Regions from separate parts of the Mus musculus genome. Here region 2 is linked to region 1. The links are chromatin contacts, called in public promoter capture Hi-C maps. All regions are on one chromosome and are shown on one strand. Each heading gives the region's core, a stretch centred on a gene start, on an enhancer-like site or on the middle of the called end of the contact. The rest is flanking DNA. Distances are from core to core; before and after follow the strand shown. Region 1 overlaps Lrrc8b (leucine rich repeat containing 8 family, member B). Region 2 holds the start of Lrrc8d (leucine rich repeat containing 8D).

The links. Promoter capture Hi-C pulls out the DNA fragments that hold promoters and counts their contacts.
Region 2: a contact with region 1 is called in a promoter capture Hi-C map of pre-B cells, with 7 times the contacts expected there. The contact joins the promoter of Lrrc8d here to the enhancer-like site in region 1. A contact is called at or near these places in 7 of 39 promoter capture datasets (the C10 cell line, the HPC-7 cell line, HPC-7-derived erythroid cells and 3 more), 2 of 15 datasets of contacts at CTCF or cohesin (CD8 T cells and pro-B cells), 12 of 484 Hi-C or Micro-C datasets (B cells, CD4 T cells, the G1E-ER4 cell line and 8 more), 22 of 115 datasets of contacts at active chromatin or transcription factors (the 230-238 cell line, CD8 T cells, DN3 thymocytes and 16 more) and 4 of 9 other capture datasets (adipose tissue, embryonic stem cells, liver and 1 more).

Annotation. Positions count from the first base shown.
Region 1 is chr5:105,487,719-105,494,462 of GRCm38.p6, reverse strand. Lrrc8b (leucine rich repeat containing 8 family, member B) reads right to left here. Exons shown (of 5, transcript NM_001033550.3): 5 at 4,384-6,744. Among named protein-coding and RNA genes, the nearest start is that of Gm42141, 4.3 kb to the left of the region's middle. Within about 2 kb of position 2,857, at least 8 of the 459 cell types and tissues checked have an H3K27ac peak or open chromatin away from gene starts, as enhancers often do.
Region 2 is chr5:105,696,902-105,703,645 of GRCm38.p6, reverse strand. It overlaps Lrrc8d (leucine rich repeat containing 8D), which reads right to left and starts at 3,677. Exons shown (of 3, transcript NM_001122768.1): 1 at 3,392-3,677. It overlaps Gm42166, which reads left to right. Exons shown (of 2, transcript XM_017321263.2): 2 at 2,783-6,617. The coding sequence ends at 3,758.

The DNA.
Region 1 (6,744 bases), core at 1,608-4,107:
CTCCTCAGGCTCCAAGGAGCTAAGTCGACAGCAGAGGGTGGTGTAGCAGAACTGTGTGAGGAATTCATTTTGCAAGTCTGAGATGCCTGCCAGCCAGCATTTTCCTACAATAAGTCAGTTTGCAGGGACTAAATCTGCAACTTCGTCCCCAATAAAACAGAAACTGGGAGCTTCCTTAGCAACTGGAAGCAAGACCACAGTGTTAACAACTCTTCAATAGACAGGGGCCCTAGGCTACACAGCCCAGTGGAACTCACCATTCCTCTGAGAGCAGGAATATGCAAAGCTTTAGGTTAAGCCTCCAAAATAAAAGCTATGTATGCTTCAGCATATGCAGTTTTAAAACAGTCATTTGGATGACATACTTATACCAAAATGTGTTTAAAATTTGTGTGTATACTGGCATGTACTTGCATACCAAGTATTTTCCAGAACATTCATGTATAACCTTCATATTAGAAAGGGCATTACAGTGCTCAAACCCCCAAAACTTCTTAGAGGTGTGACCTTGGCAGTGTTAGAGTATATAAAAGGTATTGATTTGGTGGAAAATTTGGTCTCTAGCTTAAAACCCAGCTGTGCTATTGACTTTCTGTATAATCTAACATACAGTCCAATATGGCACTCACTTTGCTGGGATGAATTTTTCACCTGTTAAATGGAATTCCTGCCTACTTACACTTTAAGCATCAGCGGCGTTCATGATGCTCCTGGGAGATGCCCTGGATATTCTCAGTGATGGTAGCCACTGCAGATGCCTTTGAGAGCTGGGTTGCTTATGAGTGAAGTGGGGACAGGTCCTAAGTCAGCAATGCCCCAGGCACAGGAAGGTGTGTTTGTAACTGAAAGGGGTGCAGCTTGTTGGGGAACACGCTGGGCCTGGTGAGGCAGGAAATGTGGCTGCTGATCTGGGCTCTTCCAGACACAAGGCTTTGGCTAAGTGCATGCTTGTCAGTTGTACTCAGCGTGTGCGTGTGTCTGTGTGTCTGTGTGTCTGTGTGTGCAACACTGCTTCTTCCATCGGCAGGAGGATTGTGATCTCGCTCAAACCTCTGACCTTCTCTTGGGAATCTCTCTATGGTGCTTTCTTGGTGGCGAGTTCTATATCTGCAGAGCTAGATTAAAGGGTAACTCACCGTCTCAGAAGACAGAAACTAGAGTATAGAATTGGAAGAAACATGGAGCTTTCCCCTTGCACAGAGCAGCTGCCCACAAAAGGCTCAGCCCACTGTGAAAAGACTACTTTGATTGGCAACTTCTGGCTTTCACAGGCTCTGAGGCCTCTATGCACTATGGCCATACCTAAGATGGGCAAACAAACACCTCCTTTCACACAGGTGGCATCTGATACCCCCTGGTGGTGCAGTTGAGTAACTCTGGGAGAGAAGCCTTTCTATTTTGCTCTTAAACACCTGCGAGGCTTTTCAAGAGCGAAATCGCCTTTTAATTAGTGGCCTGCTAACTCCTGTTGAGAAGGAAGCCTTTGTGGCCAAGAACGAGGCACCGTGTGCCAGGCCAAGCCGAACTAGACGTTAGCACTTTTGGACAGTTGCCTAGGGTTGCTAATCTGCAAAAGGGCTGAATGTCATTAGAATAATTGGGGATATGGGGCCAGTTAACTCCAGCTTTCAACTGCAGTTCTGTAGGTTAACAGATTAAAAAAAAAGGAAATTGGCTCGGATCCCATTCCAAATACTGAGTAAACTCTATTCTTTCAGATTTTAAAGTGTGGCAGGAAACTACCTTCCAGGAAGAGAGGCTGGTGAAAATATTAATCTTGCTAAGATAAAGCAATGTGTCCTCTTTGGACCAGTGTCTACTTAATGTTCTTGTAGATGGGATTCAGGCATGGGTCAAGATATGTAAGCTTGGAACACGGGCTGGGTGAGGCTGATCAGTGGTGGGTGTCCAGGGGAAGAGAGATGTTATTGGAAGGAATGGGATCTGGGAAGGGAGGTGGCTGGGACAAGAAGGTGAAGTGCTTGGAGGAGAGGTGTCCCCACGGGCAAGAGGTTGTCTCAACAGTTGGGAGTGGAGGACACAAAGCTCAGCTGGGAGATTTCTTTCCCCCTAGACCTCCAAATCCCCACTGGCTTCTTGGTTCCTACTGCAGAATCATATTTGAGAGGGCAGTGGACATCAAAGCCTGTGAATTTTATTCGGAGTAAACCAGTTTCCCCACCTCTTTACCAAATCTATGCTGGCTATTCAAACCATGTCTCTTTTCCTCTTCTTTTAACTGGGCATCCAATTCTTCACGACCGGGGGCTCACACCTAGTCTTGTCCCAGTGCCAGGAAGCACCGTGTGGCACATTCTTTATGCATCTCACATGAGATGGAGTGATTGAGTCTGAGGCCAGGGCAAGGGAAACTAAATTGGTTTAAGGTCCACACCAGGCACAAGAGAGTGGACTCCCAAAGCAGTCTTTCTTTGGTTCAGGCTGTTTTATAACCTTGTAGGCTATTTTACATGTGTGGTGTTGGGGCCCTTATTCCGGGGGTGAGAAGCTTGGCTGAGAGAATTGTACATATTGTCAAATCATAGGGAAACATTTCCCCTGTGCTCACAGATGCCCCTTTAACTGACAACTTCCGGACGAGAAATTACCAGGAGGGTTTAGAATGTGGGGCAATGGAGTGCTGGCGAGAAGTTTGTCAGTAAAGTGTAGTGAGGGAGTGGGGAGGCCTGGGAGATTTGGGGTTCAAGGGAAGTGGGGAGTCTGTTTTCTCTGTTAGGTCAGGTAATATGAATAACATGTTCCCCCCCAGTGAAGAACCTGGAGCTACACTGACTATGCAGAGAGCTTCCAACATGCTCTCATCTCAGCAGCAGAGGGAGGTAGAGAGTAAAAAATGAAATGGTGTGTGTGGACCCCTCTGATGGGCACCGCCACAAGGCTGCATGACTGAAGCATTAACTGAGAGTCTCGGCACAGTGCAGGGTTGTGTGTCAGAAGACAGAAAAGCTTGTTAGGCAAGGGTTGAGGAGACAGCACAGGGTCGAGGGGGACTAAATTCTTAAATAGTTCACACTGAAAATGGCTATTCTTCTGATCCTTTTTTGGCTTGCGGCTACTTGGGAGGACCAGGGACTAGGGGCCACCAAGTGGGAACAGATTCGAGGGAAGAAAGCAAAAACTGAACAAGTGCTGCAGCCCCAGAGCAGCCCACACTGCCTCCCTTCCTCCATCAAGCCCCTCACCACATTCGTGAGGTGAGGTTAGACCAAAAAGGCAAACCCTGCCCTGAAGAAAGCCCAGGAACTACAGGCTTTCGTGGGCCGCTGCAGGCTTTCGTGGGCTGCTGCAGGCTTTCGTGGGCCGCTGTAGGCTTTCGTGGGCCGCTGCAGGCTTTCGTGGGCTGCTGCAGGCTTTCGTGGGCTGCTGGCCTTGATTCACCTACGCACTTCCCAGAAGGCTGGGGAAGCCTGTGGCAACTGTGACTGCTGTTCTAAACTGTTTTCCATTCCTACAGACCTAGAGGAGCCTACAGGCCAGAGGCAGTCTACAATCCAGACCAGTTTCCTTTGTACTCTGTTTCAAGATTCCCAAGATTCATTCCCACAGAGTGAGCCCCGGTGCCCACTGGGGCTCTGGTATGTGTGGATGCTCTTGTGTAACAGAGTGAGCAAAGGGTTGTGCTTGTGTTTTTGTGTTCACGTGTGTGACTGAAGGCGCTCACACAACAGCTTGTGTGTGAAGGGTAGAGGACCTCTGGTGTTGGTGGCCCTTGAGCTTCTGGGCATTCTCCTGCCTCCACCTTTCATCTAGCTGTAGGAACATGGGATTACAGATGCGGATCAACACGTCCAACTTCATATGGATGTTTGGGAACCCACGCTTGGGTCCTCATGTGTTCATGGCGAGTGCTTTACCTGATTAGGAAGTTCCAAACATCAAATTATCACATGTGCATTTTGCATGGTAATTCTGTTTTCTCTCCCATCGATAAGCCTGTTGAGAGGTGTCTGCTTTGGAGTTCCTTGGATCTCATTTACCTGGTACACTGCTCAGGCGCTGCTATTAACAGCACATGGACAGGTGCCAAGAAGGGGGGGGTGGGCAGAGCTGGCTTTTGAGCATCTAAACCTGAGACTCTCGGAGGAAATGTGGGGGCAGTATGGATTGAATAGCCATCAGAGATTTGGCACAGAATTCTCCTTCACCAAACCCTTGCATATGCCAATGCAGGCCACTCTCAGTCCAGGACACACTGCTCTGTGGCATGGCTGCATATTCACAAAACCCAGCGAGCGATTCAGAGTTATGTGCAGGCATGAGAATACACCATGTTATTAAATGACAGTACAGCTGTGTGAGAATCGAGAGATGGCAGTTGGTGTTGGAAGCTGAGCAGAAAGAACAAGGCAAAAACAAGGCCAATCAGATTCTAGTGATTCATCTTATTTGCCATTTATTATAAAAATGTAATCTTTTTACATAAAAGATGCTTTAAAAACAGCAAAATTTACCCAAATCTACCAAATGTAGGGATTTGAATCCAGGGGCCAAAAACATGGAACATAATCATACATTTTCTAGTAGTTAATTCCAGATACACATTTCCAAGTATATGGTAAAAGGTAAAAGGGCAAATGCCGGCCTCCACTGGGAGCTAACAAAACTAAGTATCTCCGCCCAAGATCGGGTCATCCTTTTACTTAGCATGAAACTTAGAACTTTAAGTCTTACTGTACAGTGTGAATATAAAGACAGACAGACAACAGAGATGAGTGCAGACACATCCATTCTAACCCTACACCTTTCTGTATTTAAAAAATTGCACCATGTCTGTTAGAAATAACGAACATGCAGAAGGCATTCATAATTGTTTTTTTCTCAGCTATGGTGTATTTTGTGATAAATTCAAAACTTAAATATAAAATTAAGTTCAATTAGAAGCTATCTCAGCTCAATACTCTGACTCATATAATCTGTTAATACTTCAGTGTTTATGAAATTGTTCATGAAATTGTTTAAAAAAAAGGTTTAGAGAATGCAGTTTATGAAGTCCATTGCAAAAGGTACATAGCAGACACTTGTCACTGGATATAGACACCATGGACAAGAGACAGAAAGGGTCCCCTGATTTAGCACAGCACACAGGTACACACCAGACACTATTACACACAGGACACTCTGCAGCAGTTGTTTGTTTACACTGTCTAAATATATATATATATATTTTTTCATTCAGGATGCAAAATAAGTCTTCCTTCCTCTCTCTAATTAGTCTCTCTTATTTTTCATTCTATAATGCAATATGCGGTTAATGAGAACAGAGACCAGAAGCTGGATTCTTATAAACAGGGATGATCAAGCACAGGCATCGCTGCCAATTCTGCACAAAGAGACTGCGACTGTACAGTGTCCATCAGATTCAGTGAGGTGGGTGAGGACAAAACAGTGTGCGGATGGACCAGTGCCACGTGACTGCAGAGATGGAAGGATTTCCTGAAAAATGTAAGGAAACAGTGACAACTCCACAGAGTAAGTGTTGGCCATTTTCATGAACCCATCAATATCATGTGCTGTTTTAATTAAACATGGTATCAGAATTATGAAACACGAGCAGAACCATTTCATCATCAAAGAATAATGTCATGTGCATAAACCACTTTAGCACACTGCAGCACACAAATTAGAGCTTGCCATTATCACTGAGAACCCAACAATTTCACGTACCCTGATTCAACCTGTTTATTATTAACAGAAATATGCTAACACACAGAAGGTTAAAATAAAATTTCAGTATAATTATGCTGCAGAAATCCACCCTGATGTAGATGAGGGGAAAACTCTGCCCTTGTGGGAACACATGGTATCTTCTTAAACTAAAGTTGATTTTATAGAAACTGAATACTTCGTGATTAAAAATAATGAATTAAAAAAGTTGCTATCCTCAGACTAACCTATAACCTCCTGCAATTTTCAGAAAAACATTGAAAACTGAAATTTGCAAAACTGAAGCTATACATCTTTCTCTGTACTTGTATGTGTGTATGCAAATTAGCCCATATTATTTTAGTATAGGCCAAAGTTTTGTTTTTGAGCCTCTACATTTGGTTTTTGGAAAGAATATTTTTACCATGAGACTTTAATCTCATGATAATTTGTAAGACTACTTTCTTCAGTAAGGTGGCGATCAACACTTAGGTTAGTAAAGCCAGTGCTAACACAGATCTCTGTCAGGTGGGAAATGTGTTGTCCATTGTCTTTGTGTTAGATTGAAAAGCTACCTCAACATTGATGCATCAGTGTTAAATACAAGAGACACTATAAGACTGTTGTATCAAGAGCAATATGGTTTCCACCAGTAACAACAGCCTTGTGTGTTGAAAGTGGCTCACACCTCATGATTGATCCATCTAGGGAACTGCTTTGAGGAGGTAGACCAGTTAGCCAATGATGCATATACTGGAAAACAAAGGCACAGGAAATTTCTCCTTCATCAGGGGGAGGCTTAGACAGTCTGAACTGGTTAGAGTGGGATTTTTTTTAGTTCATATGAAGCACGATTGATAGTATTGAAACCTCACTCACATTTATGTTCAAAACTTCAGACAATTCCAGTCAACTTTGAAATTGGTCCACGTGATGATTTTACTGGAAAACGTCAGCCATCAGCTCACATTATTAAAACAGTAAAAATCAGAAAAGCCTGGCTAAGCCAGGGCCTGTCCATGAGGCCCCAGTGAGAGCCAGTTATGCCTAGGTCCCTGAGAACTTGGACATTCTAACAAA
Region 2 (6,744 bases), core at 2,428-4,927, 210 kb before region 1:
GTGCGTGTGCCCACAGGAATGTGTATAGAAGCCACGTACTCTACCCCTCTCCACTTTGAGATTAGGGTCTCTTGTAGGACGCGAACTCACCATCTCAGCTTGGCTGGCCTGTGAGTCCGGGAATCCTCCTGTCTCCCTTTCCCCAACTCTGGGGCTATAAACGCGTGCCACACCCAGCTTTTCCCAAGGTGCTAGAGATCTGAACTTGCTTCCTCGTGCCTGTGTTGCAAGAGCTTAACCCACTAACTTTCCCCAAGCCCCGGGTTTGGCACTCCTGACACTGTAGACAAGTTCATTCCTTGGGCTAGGAGCACTGTCCTATGTGTTGAAGGCCTGTCTCCTGTTTTACATTAGTTACTTAGGGGGAAGGATATTTATGAAACAAGAGTCAGTCTCAAATTCCACTGTGTGTGTGGGTTCCAGGGATTACATACTCTTCCACGCTGCTCGATCTCCAGGGCCCCGAAGGCTGTTAAAATGGCATTTCTAACCACCAGAAGCCAGTGGCACCTGCCCCCAGGCTATGATAAGCACACATTCTCCACATATTGCCAACTGCCAGCTGAGGCAGAATGGTCCATTGGAGAACCTTGGGTTAAGGCAAACAATTAACCACACTAGTGACTCTTCGTAGTTAACCTTTCCTCTAACTAGTTAATAGGTTAGTATTTTCTAACCTATTTCCAGTAAGGCAAACCTATTGACTCCTTAAAGCCTCCACTAAAGTGTGTGTGTCCCTTGACTCCCTCCCTCCTTTGAGGCAACTCCACCCCTAACTACTGTCAAAAGTCTTCTCAGATCCCGACCTCTGCCCCGACACACATTTTCACCCTGCGCTATTGGACTCCTGAACTACTGTTTATCTGCCCTTGTGGTACAGAGATCCCTGCCCCCTTAAGATCACATAGTATCTACTTGGACCCTGCTCACTGCCACTACTATCTGGTTTATCTCAGGTCAGACGCACCACCTCCAGCGGTAAGAGAAATCCCTTCCAATGTCCACTTTAACAAGATATGTGGCTGTGTAAGGTGGGTCATGTCTGCAATCCCAGCACAAGGGGAGGTATAGAGAGGACAGCCTAGAGCTCTGGGCCATCCTGGGCTACAGTGTGAGACCTTCCCCCATGTCAAAAACAAAAGAACATACACGATCATACACACAAAGATCTGTCCAAACTTTAACCTCCTTATGGTCTGAGCCAATTTATGTACAACTTGCCCACAAATATCAGGAAAGTCCAATTTCTAAAACAAGAGTGCTCACAAAACAATTTAACTATTTGGACAAGCCAAACATTTTAATCCTAAAATTAGTTTAATTAATTAATTAATTTTAAAAATTAATTCTAAAATTAAATAAAGAAAAAGTTTTAAAATTTTTTTTTTAAAGTTCCAAAATCTCCATAAAATATAAAACTTAACTGGGGTGGGGGTAGGGGGGAAAGGCCACAGGTTGACTAAGAGTTTTCAACGCTTAGGCAAAGAAGGCTGTGGCCATGGCTCAATACTTGGTTGCATCAGACACACTCCACCCTCCCCCAGTGGGAAGTGGGGGAGGGAACGCCAGGTCACCTGAGGACAGCTCACAACTCTGACCTCTTAATCTATAAGGTTTCAATCAACAAAGTTTATACACCTTCAATAAAAACTAGAGGAATCTAAGATAGTATGTTCCTGTGGACAGAGCGGGAACTCTCCACCGCTGTGGAATCCCATCCAGCACTGTGGATTACTTCCGCGTGTATTTCCGGAGGGCTCCCTAAATTAGTGGCAGTCAACACTCTCAGGTTCTCGACCTCATTTTAATCTTCAATTCTTTTTCATGTCCAGACATTGGCTTTTAACTTCAGTTGGTGTCAGGACAGCTCTGACCCTGACCTTGCTGATAATATATATGCTGTGTTCTCGAGCTGGAAAAAACAGATGGTATCTGAAGACCTCACAGAGTAGTGATTCCCCCCCAACCCCAGGTCTTCATGACCCTCACCCTCTACCAGGCCCTGGAAACTTTGGGGAGGGGGGCCTGAATCATATTTTCCTCGGTTGTTTATTAAGTAAACAGCCCTTACCCTTACTGAGACCAGACTCCACGCTCTGCCGGGACTCTTTCCACACTCGAGCACTGAGCGAGTGTATTAGGTGCTCAGTGAACGCTGTGTGGGTGGGATTTTATTATTTAAATGGCCAGGGAAAGTTTCCGGATATCAGTGCTTCACGTCTATATCTCTTTCAAAAAAAAATAACAAAAACAAAAAAACTCACGTCTTCACAGCTGTCTTGACCAATACAAAATAAAAACTAAAAGAAAACTTTCAAAGTCACGGAGAAGGAAATTGTGGGAGGAAAGAAACCAAACAGGAGCCCCCAAAGTCTCAAGTCAGGGCTCCGGTTCGGCGAGGACGCCCAATACTTGGTCTCATCTCTTCGCCTTCTGCTCCCATTTCTTTACCCTGCTTTTTCTTTCCAGCAATCCTACCTCCCCACTCTCTGCCACGCACACCCCAGCTGCATGGGAACCGCGAGACCTTATACCCCAACCCTCTCCAGAGGGGACCTACCTCTCCTCCCCTCGACCCGAAGCAGTTCTCCTTCACTGCGGATGGCTTAAAAAAAAAAATCAAAGAACAACAACAAAAAAATCTCATTTCCTTATCTGTTAGGGATACCCCACATAAAGGGGGACAGAGACAGAGTGTCCCCCATCGACCCTCCAGTAACTGGAGGTGACAGTCCTCTGGGAAGGCACCCCAGTTCTCCTCTTTTTCAAGCCCCTAAACCAGAATCAAGCAGAAGTCCCGTTCCCAAGAGCCCACGCTTCCAAACAAGCTAGAAGCGGATTATACCGGTACCCAACCCGGAGATGGCCCGCGGCGCGCAGGGTGCACCTGCGGCCCCAGTGCCCTCCCCCCGGGCGCGGAGGGCGGGGCGCAGGGCTCCCCTCCCTTCCCCGCCCCAACCCGCGAGCACCCCGAGTGGCCCACCCGGAGCGGGACGGAGGCGGATGGGGAAGCGTTTCTGCAGAAGTTCAAGGGCTCCTCTCGCCGGCTCCGGGCCAACCAGGCCAGACACCAGACACCCACCTCCTGGAGGACTCGGAGCCACCGCGATAGGCAATCTCCGCCCCTGCGTTCGCGCGCACGGAGGCCGAGGCGGGAGCGCGGCAGCCGGCACCCGGCCCGCGCAGGGCCCAAAGCGAAACAATGTCCCAGCACGGGGTGGGGGGGCTTGGTCGCACTCCCCGCCCCAGGGTCCCGAAGCCCTCCGGAGTTCCCGATCGCAGCCCCGGGAGCAGCCGTGCTCCCCCGCGGCGCCGAGAGGCCGGACGTCTGCGCGCCCCGGGGCCGCTCCACCTGCGCCCTCCCGGCCAGGGTGGACCGACGCGCACCCACCTTCGCGGGCAGCCCGGGCCGCGCGTGCGGGAGCTTAGGCGGAGGCGGGAGGCGGCGGCATCACCTGCGGCGGGCGGCGGCTGCACCGGGACGCGCCCCGGAGGCGCGCGGCGCCCTGGACCCTGAGTCCGCGGCCCCGCCCGCGGCTGCCACCTCTAAGCGCGGCGGAGGAGCCGGGGCACCCCGGGCGGCGGCAGCGGCGGCGACGGGAGCAGCAGCACATGACTCTGTAACGAGGGGAATTAGACAAAGCGTAACATGGACTCCAGGCCCGTGCAGGCGCCGCAGCTCTGGGACCAACCGCAGCCTGCGAGCGCCGCGACTGGCCGGGTCGCAGCCAATGGGGCGGGCCCGGGCCTCCATGTGATTGCCTGCTCTGGGCCCGCGCACCCCGCCGCGCCTGCCTAGGGGGTCGGTCCGGCTGACCCGAGGGGCTGGGTGGCCGGGAGGTGACCGGGATTCTGGGCTGGCTGCTTGAAGCTCAGCAGGTGCACGAGGCGGAGAAGAATGGCCGCCGAACGTCGCCGGAGGCGCAGAGCTTATCTCTTTCAAGCGCACCTGGGCAGGGCATGGTGCCAGGCTGTCTGTTCCCTTGAAGCAACCGGGCTGGGCCGGGAAGCTTCGTCTGTGTTGCAGTTTCAGGAGGCTGTTCTGACCACTAAAAGCTGATCGTTGAGATTGGGAGAACGGGTGCGGGGTAGGCATTAAAAAGTCATCCAGTGCCTTCCAACTGGGAAAAAGCAATTACCTGGGATTCAGGGCTCGTGCACCTAACTTAATGTCTGCGCAAACAGATTTCTCTGCTAACAATGCCTTATCTCGTACGTTTTATTTTCAGCTGAATCGGGACCTCCCTGGTCCCAGTCGTTTAAGCCAAAAACGTCGTGCGTACGAAACAGGCACTTGGGAAGTTGTTCTAAAAAAAGTTTCCCAACTCGATAGCTTTCCGGTGTGTTTTTGTTGCCGTGCGGGTGAAGTTTCCTTAGTGTTCTTTTTTTTTTTTTTTCCTCTGTGGAGAGATGAGGGCCAGGACACCAAGTCAGTCAGGGTAATTATTTTAGTTCAATCAAAACAAACGATTCCTCCCCATACTTCAGTATCTCCTTTCATCTGAAACCTCACGCTTCTGGGAACTCATGCCCAAAAAGATGCCCTCCAGATTCATTTATCATCCAACGCTCTTAAAGAAGGCCAGGATCCTACAGAGAGAGGCAAAAAGGAAAATGTTTTTCTGGGCTCCCAGATGGTGACAGTGGCCCCTAAAAGGTAGAAGTAGGCCGCCCAGACATGGAAGAAGAGGCCAGGCCTTGAGGGCCAACACCCTCCCGCTGAGCAGCCCCAGGCAGTTTTAGATGGAACCTCAGCCTTTTGTTTGCTTCCCGGACCCTCCCGGACTGCAGCCTCTCCAATTCCCTACACCCTGCCAAGGAGGAAGTGCGTGGGCAGCCAGTGTGTGGCAGGTGATGTAATTACAGCCCTGGGTTTGCTGATCTAGGAGGTTAGAGGTTTTCATGCTCCTGACAACTAATGGTGGGACGGCTGGATGAAAAATGTCCTGCTGTTAAAATCAGTTTAGAAAAGTTTCTCCCTTTGCAGAACCACCACTTGCTTTTTCTATCATCTTTTTTTTTTTTCAAGCTGATTCTAGAGGTTTGTGGTTTTTTTATGGTTTTATTATTGGTATAAATTAAAAGGTAGGCCAGGCAGTGGTGGCTCACACCTTTAATCCCAGCATTTGTGAGGCAGAGGCAGGCGGATTTCTTGAGATCGAGGCCAGCTTGGTCTACAGAGTGAGTTCCAGGGCAGCCAGGGCTATACAGAGAAACCCTCTCTCGAAAAACCAACCAAACAAAATCTCAGCACTAGACTGGAGTCAGGAGAAGGATCAAGATTACCCTCAGCTACATAACCAGTTTGAGGCCAGCATGGGTGACATGAGGTCCTGTTTCAAAAAACACTCTCACCCAAGCCCCCCAACCCCCTCCAAATATTGGTATAAATAGAGAAAGCAAAGAACTGATCAGCCAGCCTGTGTGCACACCACAGAGAGAGAACACATTGTCACATGCTGAATGTGAGATCAAGTTTGACAAATTCTTCTGAAATACAATTTGGAAATTGTGTTTTCTTTTTGAGACCAGGTCCCCTGAAGGCCAGGCTGACCTTGAACTCCTGATTTCACCTCCAGCTCTTGCTGAAGTTGCAGGAAAGTGAGTCACCATGCCCAGCCAAAACGTGAGGAAAAAAAAAAGATTTAAAGATTGATATTTAATTATGTGCGTTGTGCAGTCTGTGTGTACTTTTACACAAGTGAAGCAAATGCCCCTGGAGGCCCGAGCTGTGAGCTGCCTGGTGTAGGTGCTGGGAATCAAACTCTGGTCCTCTGTGAGCAGGCACTGAGCCATCTCCTCAGACCCTCAATGTGGACACTTTTTGTTTTTTTTATGGTTTTTTTAGTTTTATTTATTATATCTAAGTACACTGTAACTGTCTTCAGATGCACCGGAAGAGGGCATCAGATGGTTATGAGCCACCATGTGGTTGCTGGGATTTGAACTCATGACCTGTAGAAGAGCAGTCAGTGCTCTTAGCCACTGAACCATCTCTCCAGCCCCATGTTTTTTGTTGTGTTTGAGACAGGTTAAACAGCACTGCCTGTCCTGGAATTCACAGAGATCTGCCTATCTCTGCCTCCCAGCTGCTGGGATTAACTTCATGTGAACATTTTTGAATGCACAACTCCACATCTAGGAATTTTTGCTTTCAGTACATATATGCAAAAGTTATATGTGTGAAAAGTATTTAACACGTGGCACCTGGAGACACAGCTTAATTGGTAGAGTGTTTAACTAGCATGCAGGAAGTTTGGGACTTGATCTCAAATACACAGTACTCCAGGTATGGTGGCACATGCCTGTACTTCTAGCATTTGTGTGGCAGAAAACTGGAGAATCAGAAATAGGAGGTCATTCTTGGCTATGCAACAAATTTGATGAAAGCCTAGGATACATGCAACATTGTCTCAGAGAGAGACTGTATAGTCATCATAAGCCTGCTGCTCCATGCACATCTTCCCCCTGTGTTTTAATTATAATTTGTCCTTACCTATACTATAGTATGCCTGCAGACTCTCAGTCCTACTGACCTTCTAACCAGAAAGGTGTCCTGCTCCTTAGAGGTGAGATTTTTACATTATTTTTCCATTATCAAGTAAAAAAAAAAAAAAACCTAACATGATAGGCCATAGACATACTAATGATCTATAAGCATATCTTTTTAATGTATGTGGAAATCAAACTTTACAGATTTGTCCCAGATATGCTGGAAAAACAACACCCCCACCCCCCCCCCGC